2 separate regions of the Mus musculus genome follow, and region 2 is linked to region 1. Evidence: chromatin contacts called from public targeted proximity ligation data. All regions are on one chromosome and are shown on one strand. The core of a region is the stretch at or near the end of the contact, and the rest is flanking DNA. Distances in the headings are between cores, read along the strand shown. Region 1 holds the start of Dock8 (dedicator of cytokinesis 8). Region 2 has its middle 15 kb from the start of Gm26207.

Region 1 (6,167 bases), core at 334-2,833:
TTTAATATTTTTCTATCCAAGTATTTCCCCATAAATCCCATTGTAGTAAATATCTTTAGGAGACCTTTGGAAGTTAGAAACAACAGATATATATTTTTAAGCCTTCTAGAAAATTGACCCTGGGAATGAATCCAGGCCCTTGAGAATGTTAGGCCTTGCAGTTGCTTTGTAGCACAGGCAGACCTTGAATTTGTGATCCTCTTTCTTGCCTCAGCTTTCTGAGTAGTGGAGATTACAGGTTTGGATTACAAGGAATAGTTGGCCTCGTTTATTAAAGTCGTGTTTTCTGTCGGTCTGTACTTAGAGTCTCTGTATTGTTATGTTGTACACATTGTCTTTTATGTTTAAAGGCATTGGTATGAGGGAGGGGGAGAGTTACCTAACCAGCTCTGAAGGTTTGCTCAACTACCTACCCAGAAGCAGAGGAAGAAGGCTGCCAAGAATAAATAGCATATGGTCGGCCAGTATTTTAGTATTAGGTTACAAATTAAGTTGTAGTGGACCAGTGTTGTTCAGTAAGAACTCAATGTGCCAGCAAATGTGAGCTAAGGAAGTAATTTTTACATCTTCTTAATGGGAGCCACATTTTAATACAGGGAAAAACAAACAGGTGAAATTATCTTTAATAATATGTTTCTTAACTTAACAGCTTCCAAAGGATTGTTTTTAACATGCAATCAATACAAAAATTAAGACATTTTGCCTTATTTTTTTTCTGTACTGTCTTGGAAACCCAGTGTGTATTTATTTTCCAACCCATCTCACTTTAGACTAACCAAAAATTCAAGTGGCCAACGGCCACATGTGGCTTGTGGCTTCCATATCTAGACTCTGCAGCTTTGAGCCAAAAATATAGCCCTTTCGTGTTTCCGAAGGCAAGTTGACAAGTGGAAACACACGGAGTTCATACAACACAACTTGGACCAAATATATTACTTGAAATAGGCACAGTCTTTTCCACGCTCATCCTTTGGGGATTATTTTTATTTTTATTTCTCCAGATTTCTCCTTTGTGGTCTGGTCAGGTTTCTCCATGTAAAACAGAACTCTGTTGAGATACCGGTCAATCTCAATGCTGTGTATTCCCTCAGGTTCTAAAATGAAAAGTCATATAGCTCCTAATATTTACTCGTGGGATGCAGCCATTATAATAAAGTGTCCCATGAATGACAGTGCGCCTTCGGCTGGGAAAAAGTCGACTGATGTCCTAAGAGGCTGCCTTAAAAAGAAATGTTCCCAGGAATGGCGTCAATCCACCGGGTGGCCCCTCCAGACCCCGCTGGCTGCTTCTGGATCCAGCGCTCACTGCCCCAGTCGCCCTCCGGCTCCGGCCGCCGGCGTTTCCGGCCAGCTCTCGCGGTCCGCGCTCCGCAGCCACCGTGCCCGTCGGTCCCGGGTCAGCGGCGGGGGAAACGCGCGCCTGCGGCCGGCGACTCTGAGTATCCGGAGCGCGGCTCGGCGCGGCGTCCACGCCCTCGCCAAGCGCTCGGTGCGTGCCAGGCCGGGCGGCGCCGCGGGCGGCGGAGGGAGCAGAGCCCTCCCCCCGGGAGCTGCGCGGCCAAGGTGGAAATGCGGAAGTTTCCGCGGCGCGGCTGACAGATGAGGCTGGCGCCGGGCGCGCCGGGCTCTGCAGCGGCTGTGCGTTCGGGTCCCGTCCCCCCGCAGCCCCGCGAGCCCCGAAGCCGTGGAACCGCGCGCGCGCGCCATGGCCACGCTGCCGAGCGCCGAGCGCCGCGCCTTCGCGCTCAAGATCAACAGGTAAGACGGCGCGGTTCCTGGCCAGTCCGCGGCGGGGCGCGCCGGTCCCCGTGGCGACTCATTCTCGTCCTCTTGTCACCCGCGCTGCTGTCCGGACCAGCGTCTTGCGCCACCTCCCCAACCCGGCGTGGCTCCCGCCGCCCTCGCTGTTCTGAGACAGGTGGCCCGACCCGGAGCGCGGGGTCGCGCGCCCGAACTTGGCTTAACAAATTGCGCCTTCCTTCCAGTCGGGAGACAGCGGAAAGAAGCTAAGTGGCTGAAAATCAGCCCTGCTTTGAAGCAGATCGGTCCGTGGTCCAGGGTTAGGGCTCTTTCAACCCCCTCTTTCCAAAAAACATCTTGGCTTTGGATGGCAGCGCTATTTTTATACCTTGGTCCAAAAGGAGCCAACCATGAAGTGGAAAAAATGATTTTAAAAAAATTCCTCCTTTAAATAAGCGAAAGGGAATGAGCTGTAGCTGACGTTTAAAGATTTCTAGCACTCTAGAAAAGTGAAGAACACAGGGATTTCCAATTTATAAACAGAGCTGCACACGCCACATCTCTGTGAGTTGACTACTCATAAAGTTCTCGGTAGACTCAAGCGGCGGCGTTTCCTCCACTGAAAACTGCTGACAAGTATTCAAGGGGGCATTTTTGCCTTGACCTGGGAAATCTAGACTGCCTGGCTAAAAGATAATGTGGAAGGGCAGCGCTCTGGAGGACTTCCAGGGTTGGTGTTTTTTTCTTGTTCTTGTTTGTTTGTTTTTGCATGTGGGACGCTGGCCCACAGTAATTCATCTTTGGGCTGCTAGTGAGTGAAGCTGGAGTCACTAGGAATCACCATCCTTGAATAGTGAGCGGTAAGGACCACAGAGGGCCAGTGGAGTTTCCCTGTGCAGTTGTGAGCAAGACCTTTCACTTCCTTCACTATTTCATCTGTCCAATTAGTTTAATTATTAATGTGGACTGTATACAAATGCTAAAGGGTAACTATATCATAATTCAGTCTTCCTATCGGAGCCTTTCCCCTCATCAGGCTGTCCTGGCTGCAGTGGGGCCGTAGGGGCATAGGAAGTTTTGATGGCTGTCATCATTGCCTTCCCCGCTTCTCCTCTCTTTGTCCCTGTCATGAGAAAGAAAAAAAGCCAGGAAACAAGGAACAAGGGCAGGAAGCTGTTAGGGATTCAGGAGGGGTGAGACTGATCTGAAGTGACTGTCTGGGACCTAATGCAAGCCTGGAGACGCTCTTGCAAGGAGCTTCGGGGTTGGTATAACCCAAGGGTGGAGGATTAAAGTCCTTAGCCAGAAGTGGTGGACTTACCCATCATCCCAGCCCTCAGGAGGCTGAGACAAGACAATCACAAGCTGGATGCCAGTCTAGGCTGCATACAGAGACCTTGCAACAAGGAAACAAAACAGAAGCAACCACCCAAGCAAAACAGTGTTAGGAAAACCAAGAGCCAGGCTACATTCAAATTTCCTTACAAAGTTTTGCTGCAAACTAAGTATATCCCATTGGGCATACACATTTTATATTTTTCTCATGTTTGGTCTCCTCCCTCCTCCCCTTCTTTCTGTCTCTCCAAGGTCTCTCACTTTGTTTCACAAACTGGCCTTGAACTCCGAGCACTTGACCTGCTTCAACTTTCTGATTGCCAGGGTTGCAACTGTGTACCGGCTTTTGTGTCAGTGGGAATAACTAGTATCCGAACCCTAGTTTTTCCCTCTTCTGACTGTTAGGAGGACTGAGTAGAGTAGAGACAGCGTGCTTATGATGCCTGGCTCAGAATGAATGTTAAATAGCTGCTAGCTGACACATCAGTACCGCTAGCTTCGTCGTGGTCAATGCCATCTCTAATATCATCAAATCTGAGATGATACTTCAGAACCTACGAAGACAAAGTACCAAGGGCAGCTGAAGTTGGACTATTTTTCCAGGCAGAGGCCATTTGGGGCAGGGTATGGGGATGCCAGTGGCCACCTGCAGCTTTCTTGGGGTTATATCTCTCACATGTGCAACACAGTGCTGAGAACCCTAAACTGGAGCCAAATGTTCCAAGAAGTACCCATTTAGGAAAGAAAAGTATGCTTTCTAATCTTCTGGAAAGAGTCTACATTGTATTTTTCTTTTTAAAAAGAGTTTTGTTCTCCCCCCTGTAAGCCACTTTGTGTATTGGGAGCAAGAGTTACACTGAGGTCTTGGCTGGTATAACTTTCAGAAGAGTGGATTTCTGAGAATGTATTTGGTGTGGCTATAACATTCAAACCCGCCACTTGCAGGCTGAATACTGACTTGCAGATGTTGTTGCAGATGTTGTGCTCAGTCGTCCTGGACAGATGTGGTCAGCTTTCATTGTCCACTTGACACAATCCAGAGTCACCTGGGAAGAGAGTCAGAAATGATGGGTTGTCGGCATCGGGTTTGCCTGTGGACATGTCTCTGTTAGATTCTCTTCATTGTTGTTTGATGGAGGGAAGACATAGCCCCTGTGGGCAGTGCCATTTCACAAGCTTGATCCTAAGCTGCAGAAGAGTGAGGAAAGTGGACTTGAGCAAGCCAGGGTGTGTGGGGCTTCTTTAGCGCTTGGCTGTGGATACGATTAGCTGCTTGAATCCCTGTTTTGACTTCCCCAAAATGATGCACTGTGATATGAAATTGTAAACCAAATAAACCCTTTCCTCCGCTAAGCTGGAGATGTTTTTACCCTGGCGAGAGAAATGAAACTTGAAAGAAGGGGAAAGTGAAGCGTGGGGTGTACTTGCACAAGGCTGTGTAATTTGTAAAGATCACAGTCCGCGATAGCAGCCAGGACTACAGATGGCCCTTACATTGGCCCTCTGCATTAGGCCTGTACTATTTTGATCTACGTGTTTTAAGAATTTCCTTTAAAAGCAAAGAGTTAACTTTAAAAAAATCATTTCTGTAAACAGCATTGACAGCTCTGCTTCTGAGCAGTACCTGCTAGGTCAGCAAGGTGCTGTTCAGCAGAGTCAAACATGGAAAAAAAACCTTTTTTTACCTACATGAGTGTCTATTGGTTTTTAAAATAAATCCGATTCCAAAAGTAACACCGTGTGGAAAGGTGGCCATCAGGACTCTTAGTACACTTTCACATTTTCACCTTTCTATTTAACAATGATATTCCTTAAGACACTTGTTCTTTCTATTAATGAAATATTGTAATGTGACATATTAAAAATGAACAGTTGCAAAGAGCTCAGCTCTGGGCCCTACAGAGGAATGAGCAGTGTCTTACATACAGTCTGTGAAAAATGTTCCCCACTGCATGCAAATTTCTGTGGCTTCTTGCAAGCAGCATTGCCCAGTGCAGGGCCAGCGCCAAAGCCAGAGGAAGTCGTCAATGCTGGCAGCAGCTGTCTCGCCATGGTTGATCTGACTCTCTGGTGCTCTCAGAACCTTATATTCCCATGCTGGGTATCATCAGGGAGGACATGCTAGGAGCAGCTAGTGTGACTGTAACTCTAGTTGGGTATTTTGAAACATTTCTCTAGAACCAGTAACTCAGGGAGATAGAAGACAAGACTCTAGCGCCGAATTGTTCTGACTTGGAATGTCTGGTAGGCTAAGATGCATTGCTCTTGACTTTAGTTTTTCCCTGATTGTCACGAGCAAGAAAGACTAGATCTGAACTAGGTAGTCACAACAATGGTTGTGTTTGGGATTTTTAGGAACTGCTGTTATCAGATGTATCCTAGTTCTTTAAGGAACATTCCCCTGTTAATGAACGACCTCTTTGATGACTGGAATATGCTGCTTTTGTAGATGCAGGAAATTATTACTAATGCTGTGAAGATTCATCAGACAAGACCTTCATATTCTTTTTCCTCTTATGCAGTGTTGGTTATTAAAGCTAGGGCCATCTGCACGCTAGGCAAATGTTTTACCACTGAGCCATATCTCAGCCCACTTGCTTCTGTCAAACCCAGAATAAGTATAGAACTTGATCAAACATGAAAGTAAAACAAGAACTCTAGATAAATAAAGGAAAATCATAAACTGTTGTAAGCCCTGGACACCTAGGATTGAAAGAAGTAGATTGTAAGACTTACACTTTTATATTCCTTACTGTATTAGTTAACTTTTCTGTGGCCGTGACAAGATCTCATGACCCAAAGCAACTTACATACAGGAGAAAGAATTTAGTTTGGCTTATGGTTCCAGAGGGAGAGTTGATAAAGGGGGAGGGGGAGGCAACGCAACAAGCTGTCAGAGCAGAAAGCCAAGAGGTCACATCTTCAACTGCAAACTGCAAACAGAAACAGCAGTCTGGAAATGGGCCAAGGCTGTAAGCTTTCAAGTTTTCCCCAAGTGACAAGCCTCCTATAGCTAGCTTACACTACCTCCCTAACAGGGGAATCAAGTGTTCAAACACTTAAGCTTGTGGGAAGCATTTCTCATTCAAACT
Region 2 (6,433 bases), core at 3,162-5,661, 440 kb after region 1:
GGCTGTGTTTGCTCTCATAACACCTCGAATGCGTTTTATCTTGGGATCTCCACACACTGTATACATAAGTCTGATTTCTCCCATTGGGAAAGCTGTGTGTGGTTTACGGAGGCACAACTTTGCAAAGGGACTCTGAAAGGAGGTGTGGGCCAGGTCCCTAAGAGAGGGCAGCCCCAAGGGAGGAGACAGCTGCCTTTATCTTCTGATCCAGTCTAAGAGGAAACCAAACATTTAGGTGATGCCAATTTCCTAGAAACCTTTGCCCTGGGAATGGAACGGCTGAAGGCTGGAATTTTCCCTAAGACAACACATTTGGGAACTTTAAGACCCTGATATCAAGAAAGCGACACTGACCACACGTTCAACCACTGTCAGGACACGAGGGGTCCTACTCAGGGTTTCTATTCCTGCATAAAACATCGTGACCGAGAGGCAAGTTGGGGAGGAAAGGATTTATTCAGCTTACTCTTCCACACTGCTGTTCATCACCAAAGGAAGTCAGGACTGGAACTCAAGCAGGTCAGGAAGCAGGAGCTGATGCAGAGGCCATGGAGGGATGTTACTTAATCGCTTGCTTCCCCTGGCTTGCTCAGCCTGCTCTCTTATAGAACACAAGACTGCCAGCCCAGGGATGGCAACCACCCACAAGGGACCCTCCCCCCTTGATCACCAACTGAGAAAATGCCTTCAGCTGGATCTCATGGAGGCATTTCCCCAACTGAAGCTCCTTTCTCTGTGATAACTCCAGCCTGGGTCAAGCTGACACACAAAACCAGCCAGTACCCGTGGTAAACCTATCACCATGGTGATGGAGTTTGCTTCTGGAGAAATCTGTCTGGAACACACGGCTGACACAAGTGCCCAAATACAAAAATGCGTTGAGCCCTTCCCTGTAGATGCCAGTGCTCTGAGAGAAGTCTTATCCCTGGCTTTGGAACACTGAAACTACTATTGCGGGCATGGCAGACAGACAGAAGGAAAGCTGCTGGTTTTTCCTTAAAGGAGATAATGAGCAGCTAACCACAGCCCTTTTTAAAACCCTGGTGCCTCTTTTCTAGGGGACCTGCTTGCTACATGTAGAAAGATCTTTGTGTGTAAGCTTTCCATGCACAGAGCAGGTAAGGATTTCACTGGGGTTGCTGATAGAGAACACAGATTCTGGCTCTCCCCTTGGCATCTGGTGCCTGAGGTCTGCAAGCATCCCGGGTACTTTGTCAGTGCAAGTTAGGTCCACCCTGAGAAGGCCTTACCAATTACCACTCTACACAGATGTTTCGGCAAGGTGGGCGGAGCTATGTCATAACCAGGAACGCTGAGTATCTTGGCTGTGCCAGGAACCCGTCTATGCTTAGTTTCTACGTTGCTTGTCCATGGGCGAGGGCATTTCAGATCTTCCTGGGATAGTCATTTACAGAAGGCCAGGAACCCCAACTTACACCACACTATTTTTCCACGCTTAGTCGACCCGAGGCATGTGACGGGCCGAGCAGGCAAGCAGGCTGCTCTTGGTATTTTTTCTCCATCTAATCTTTCCTTCCCCACTTCCTCATGGCGCTAGATCATGGCTATTCAGGAAGGCCATGAACCTTTGCCTTGGCTTTGAGTTAATGATACTTTCCTGTTTTGTTTTGTTTTGTTTTACCAAAAGCACAGTGTTTCAAAGTCCTGGCCCAAGAAACAAGTTCATTTTACACTCCGCAGAAGGAAATAACTAGTCACATGTTTACCGTACTCTTATTCAGCATGGCTGTAATTTAGAAGCCAGCAGGTTATAAAAATATATCCAAAGTGCATTTTATTGGAGATGTTACCACAAAAGGATGTGGTGAGCCCTTGGCCACAGTGGCCCAGACTTACCCAGGCCCCAGCTCACTGCAGTCCCTAGCGGTTCCCTTGGGGCTGAGAGTTAATGATCGACACAGATGGTATCCTGATCTACCCACTCTGAATTTGGCAAGGATGCAGCACAGAAACTAGAAGGCCAAGCAAGTACTAGTTTTGAACACGTGTATAGAATGTCTGGTGTAGAGGGCGTTTGGGGAGTTTTGGGCGATAAGTCATCCCGCTGCCTCTCCTGTAAGTCCTTTGGGGACTTGATAGGCAAGAGGAAGAGAAGTCTGCTCCTCATTTTCAAATCATGGGACCTGTATAAGAGGCACTGCCAGCCAATGTCTAAGTTAAACCAAGCCAGTAGGTGCTTTCCACTCCACATCCCAGAAGGGTCCAGTGTGTGGGTCCTTGAGCCACCTGGAAGGATGAGGCTGGGTGCTAAACAGAGAGGAAAGCCCTGGGGTGGAGGGACAGGAGCTACTCCAGGTGGCTTTAACAGCACAGGAGACCAAGTCCTTTCTGTGAGGGCCACTTGCTCCTCCTGTGTCAAGCAGCAAAGATGTCTTTGGAAATACTGGCTGTATGTAAATAAGCAGGCAATTAAAGACAGTATCCACCAAGTTGAATCCTTGAGAGCTTCGGTAACTTAAGAGGAAAATCCCATCAGACAGTGTGCCCAGTAGGACCCACTTCTGGGTTTGGCTTTCTAACACCATCTGCCAGGACTGAGGGGTTCCAGGGCCTGGCTGGTGAATACTAACTGAATGGATGAGTGTGAAAGAATAATTTAAGGCCGTGGAAAATCAGGAGAGAGTTGCCTGAGAGATGGGGGGGAGGGGACTCAGAGGGGGCTACAGGGCTTCCCACGTGCAGATAGCCGCTTCCCTCCTGTGTGATACCTGCAGTGTATACTCTGTGTGTGGATGTTAGTATCAGGGTGTTTTTTAGTTAGAAGACTGGTCAAAGATCTAGGGATGGATGGCTTAGATCCAAAGGTCAGTAGATGCAAAGAGCTGGTGGGTGGCTGTGAACTTGAAGCTCTTGACCCCTACAGAGTGTCTGTAATGTTAGTGCACAGCTCTGTTCGCCAGGAGTGCCGAGGGCCACACACGACCTAGGATTCTAGCCAGCAAGGATGCTCTCCCATGGTCCAGTGCTTTTAGGAGGTGGGACAGAATTGGATGTACTTCCCATTTGATTCTGACGTTCGCCTTTTCTCTCTGCCAGTGCAATTTTCTCTGCCAGTGCAACATTGGTGCAGGAATGTGTCAACTCCAGATGGACGCTTTAAAAGTCTAGCGTAAACCTATAGCGTGATTTAAAATTTCCAGAGCCATCTTGAAGCTGGTTCCTGAAATGTGACCAAGGCACTTAGTTGGTGTAGGCAACAAAGAACCAACCAGCAGAGGACTCCCTGGCAGACAGAACACCAAAGTTTAAGTGACTGTTTTCTATGCCAGGAATGACACACATCCTTTCTACATGGAATAAAGGTCCCTACTGTGTGCAATGTATTCCTGGGCTACTTCTTCTTTTTTTTTTTTTTTTAGGTATTTTCCTCATTTACATTTCCAAAGCTATCCCAAAAGTCCCCCATACCCTCCCCGCCACTCCCCTAACCCCCCCACTCCCACTTTTTGGCCCTGGTGTTCCTCTGTACTGGGGCATATAAAGTTTGCAAGTCCAATGGGCCTCTTTCCAGTGATGGCCGACTAGGCCATCTTTTGATACATATGCAGCTAGAGTCAAGAGCTCAGGGGTACTGGTTAGTTCATAATGTTGTTCCACCTATAGGGTTGCAGATTCCCTTTGGCTCCTTGGGTACTTTCTCTAGCTCCTCCATTGGAGGCCCTGTGATCCATCCAATAGCTGACTGTGAGCATCCACTTCTGTGTTTGCTAGGCCCCGGCATAGTCTCTCCTGGGCTACTTCTGTGTAGCCTGGAAGTCAGATTGTATCTTAGACTTCTATAGCTCTAGTGCCCAGAGAATTCATGAGCTAGTCCCTGAGGTTTCCGTTTACAGAGTCTAGCAATGGCCCAGGAATCAGCATTCCCACATAGTTCCCAACTGCCAATGCTGAGCTAGAGGCCACACAGTGACTACAACCCTCACTGTAAGTCGCCCTTCCCTTACCTCAGCTGAAGGGGTCTATCTGGAAGGAGTGGGGCTGAGAGGTCACCTCAGGGTCCATATTTGTCACCTGCGGATGTCTCAGAAACTAAGTCTTAGTAGACACAGTGCTCTTTGTAGAATTTGCGCTCCTCAATTGAAAGATACTTCTGAAAAGATGCCTTTACCTATGAGAAGCCTTCTTTTACTGCGGCTCAGCCAACACATCCCTTGTTTATAAACCCTGCATTCCTCTAGACCTGGCTTTCAGAACTTGCCAGTGCTCCTGACTGAAATCATAGCAGTCTTATAAAAAGACAGAAAATGGCTACATTCACTCAGACACTTAGACACACACCCCCTCCCAGCTGCTCATCCCAGAGTCCATTGGTGCTTTGGCTCCCTCCCTGATGAATGCCCCTTTAGAGCCTGGGAATCCCAGTAAGGAAGACCCAGCGCACCACACAGCTGCTCTCTTCTCTCAGCAGCTGCCTCTGAGACCTCCCCTGTTCTCATTCTGTCGCTGGCCCGAAGTGCACAATGGTCCTTCGACAGCCAAGACAGCGGCCACCCTGGACATACATGCATGCCAGCAGCTGAGACAGACACATCTGTGAGGCAAAGTCACAGGAGCCTTTGGGACTAGGAGCCAACTGAGGGTATCCATTGTTCCGAAGGCACACAGAGCATGCCACAGCTCTAGAGTGAAAGACTGAGTTAAGATGAGAAAGAGGCAGAAGAATTCAGTGTTTCGCTATGACACTGGAGCCAACGTGGTTATATCTTTCCTGTCTATAAATTAATCCCTAAGACTCCACTCTAGGAAGTACAATCACTGAGACTGACTGATGGATGACCTTGATGACCAAAGGAACATCAATAAAGTGTGAGCCATTCAATCACTGTCAGGATATAAGGCCAGACACATAATCAACGCTCAGAGTCTGCCTCACAAACTCTTGATCCTGGTCCTTATGGGTTTTGTTGGTTTCAGTTTGCTGGCTTTATCTATTTAGATTTGGTTTTTGGTTTTGGTTGGTTAGTTGTGGGTTTTGTTCAGAAATAGTCTTGCTGTGTAACCCGGATGACCACTTGGAATTCACCATGTATTGCAGGCTAGCTTCAGACTCATGATAGTCTGGATAATTGCCTGCTAGGACTACAGATGTGAATGACTGAGTCTAGACTGCAAAATGTTTTTAAAGGTAGAGATTAGCTTTATCTTGATGTGCCAGAGTTTAGGGACTTCAACTAAAGAGAACAATAGTCCTGCAGTCACCAGAGCACAGGGTCTTAGACTCAGGGATGTGCTCGGTCATAGTTTTATCTTTGTTTCTAACCCATATTAATATTAGGAAAGCAAAACTCTGCCTTTGCTCATTAGCGACCCTTTCAACTATCTGTGCACTCACTAACCACTTCGTGGAGAAGAACTTGGTCCCATGCCAGCATGATGAATGTTGGTCCAATCAGTGACCTGCTCCAACTGCATAGCAAGAGCATTATCCAAATCTTTGGAAATACAAGGAGTCACGTTTGTGGGCTTTGGCTCCAATTTGCTTGATTCCTTTTCTCCTAATGTGTACCTACCTACTCTGTCTCTACAAAGATATTAGGCATCTCTATAGAGTTAAAAGCCCACAAGAGATGAGCAGTGTACAGGAACCTGCTTTAGCAGAGTGAGTTGTTCCTAATAACTGTTTGACAAGCTGGTCCAGTACCCTTGCCCATATTAGTGCCCCAGAATCAACGAACGGTCCCTAAGCCTGGGTAGCATATCACGGTAAGCATTCTCTGCTCATGTGGGGTCCATGATGGGGCTCTCCTGACCTTAGCCAGTCTCATATCTTTTTACCACTGTAGGCCGCTCAGGTCGGGCATCAGAGAAGACTTGATTTCATTCTCATGATCCCGGTGTCCAGCCTACACATGTTCTCATGGCCATCCAAACATGCAAGAGACAGAGGGACACGATTTAGGAGGCTTGGGTTTCATCGGGCACCTCATCATTTCCATGACATTGTACTGGCCCAAGTAAGTCAGAGGACCAGCCCAGATCCTTCCAGAATGAGAAACAAAACCTTTAGTGAAAGGAACTGTAGGTCTTATGCCAAAGTGTTTACCACTACAGAGAAGGACCTTCTAAAGGACCGGTTAGGCATACAATGAAACAAATCTATTAACGAGTTCATCCCCTACTGTTACTTCTACAGGATGCCAGGTAGCTCAAGAGACATACTTCTGACCAGGCAGTGGTGGTGCACGTCTTCAATCCCAGCACTCAGGAAGCAGAGACAGGCATATCTCTGAGTTCAAGGCCAGTCTGGTCTATAGAGTGAGTTCCAGAACAGCCAGGGCTACACAGAGAAACCCTGTCTTGAAGAGAGACACAGAGAGAGAGACAGAGAGACTTCCCTTAACCCACTAAGATACCTGTGGGGAAGGGTGGAGACATCACATCTGACCCACCAAGAGACTGACTGGCTCTGGCA

Evidence for each region.
Region 2: a contact with region 1 is called in a targeted proximity ligation map of stem cell-derived neural progenitor cells, with 16 read pairs. A contact is called at or near these places in 4 of 39 promoter capture datasets (the C10 cell line, cranial neural crest, hippocampal neurons and 1 more), 1 of 484 Hi-C or Micro-C datasets (embryonic stem cells), 6 of 130 datasets of targeted methods (embryonic limb bud, embryonic stem cells, forebrain and 2 more) and 1 of 9 other capture datasets (embryonic stem cells).

What each region holds. Positions count from the first base shown.
Region 1 is chr19:24,997,946-25,004,112 of GRCm38.p6, forward strand. It overlaps Dock8 (dedicator of cytokinesis 8), which reads left to right and starts at 1,584. Exons shown (of 48, transcript NM_028785.3): 1 at 1,584-1,758. The coding sequence starts at 1,706.
Region 2 is chr19:25,435,545-25,441,977 of GRCm38.p6, forward strand. No RefSeq gene overlaps it. Among named protein-coding and RNA genes, the nearest start is that of Gm26207, 15 kb to the right of the region's middle.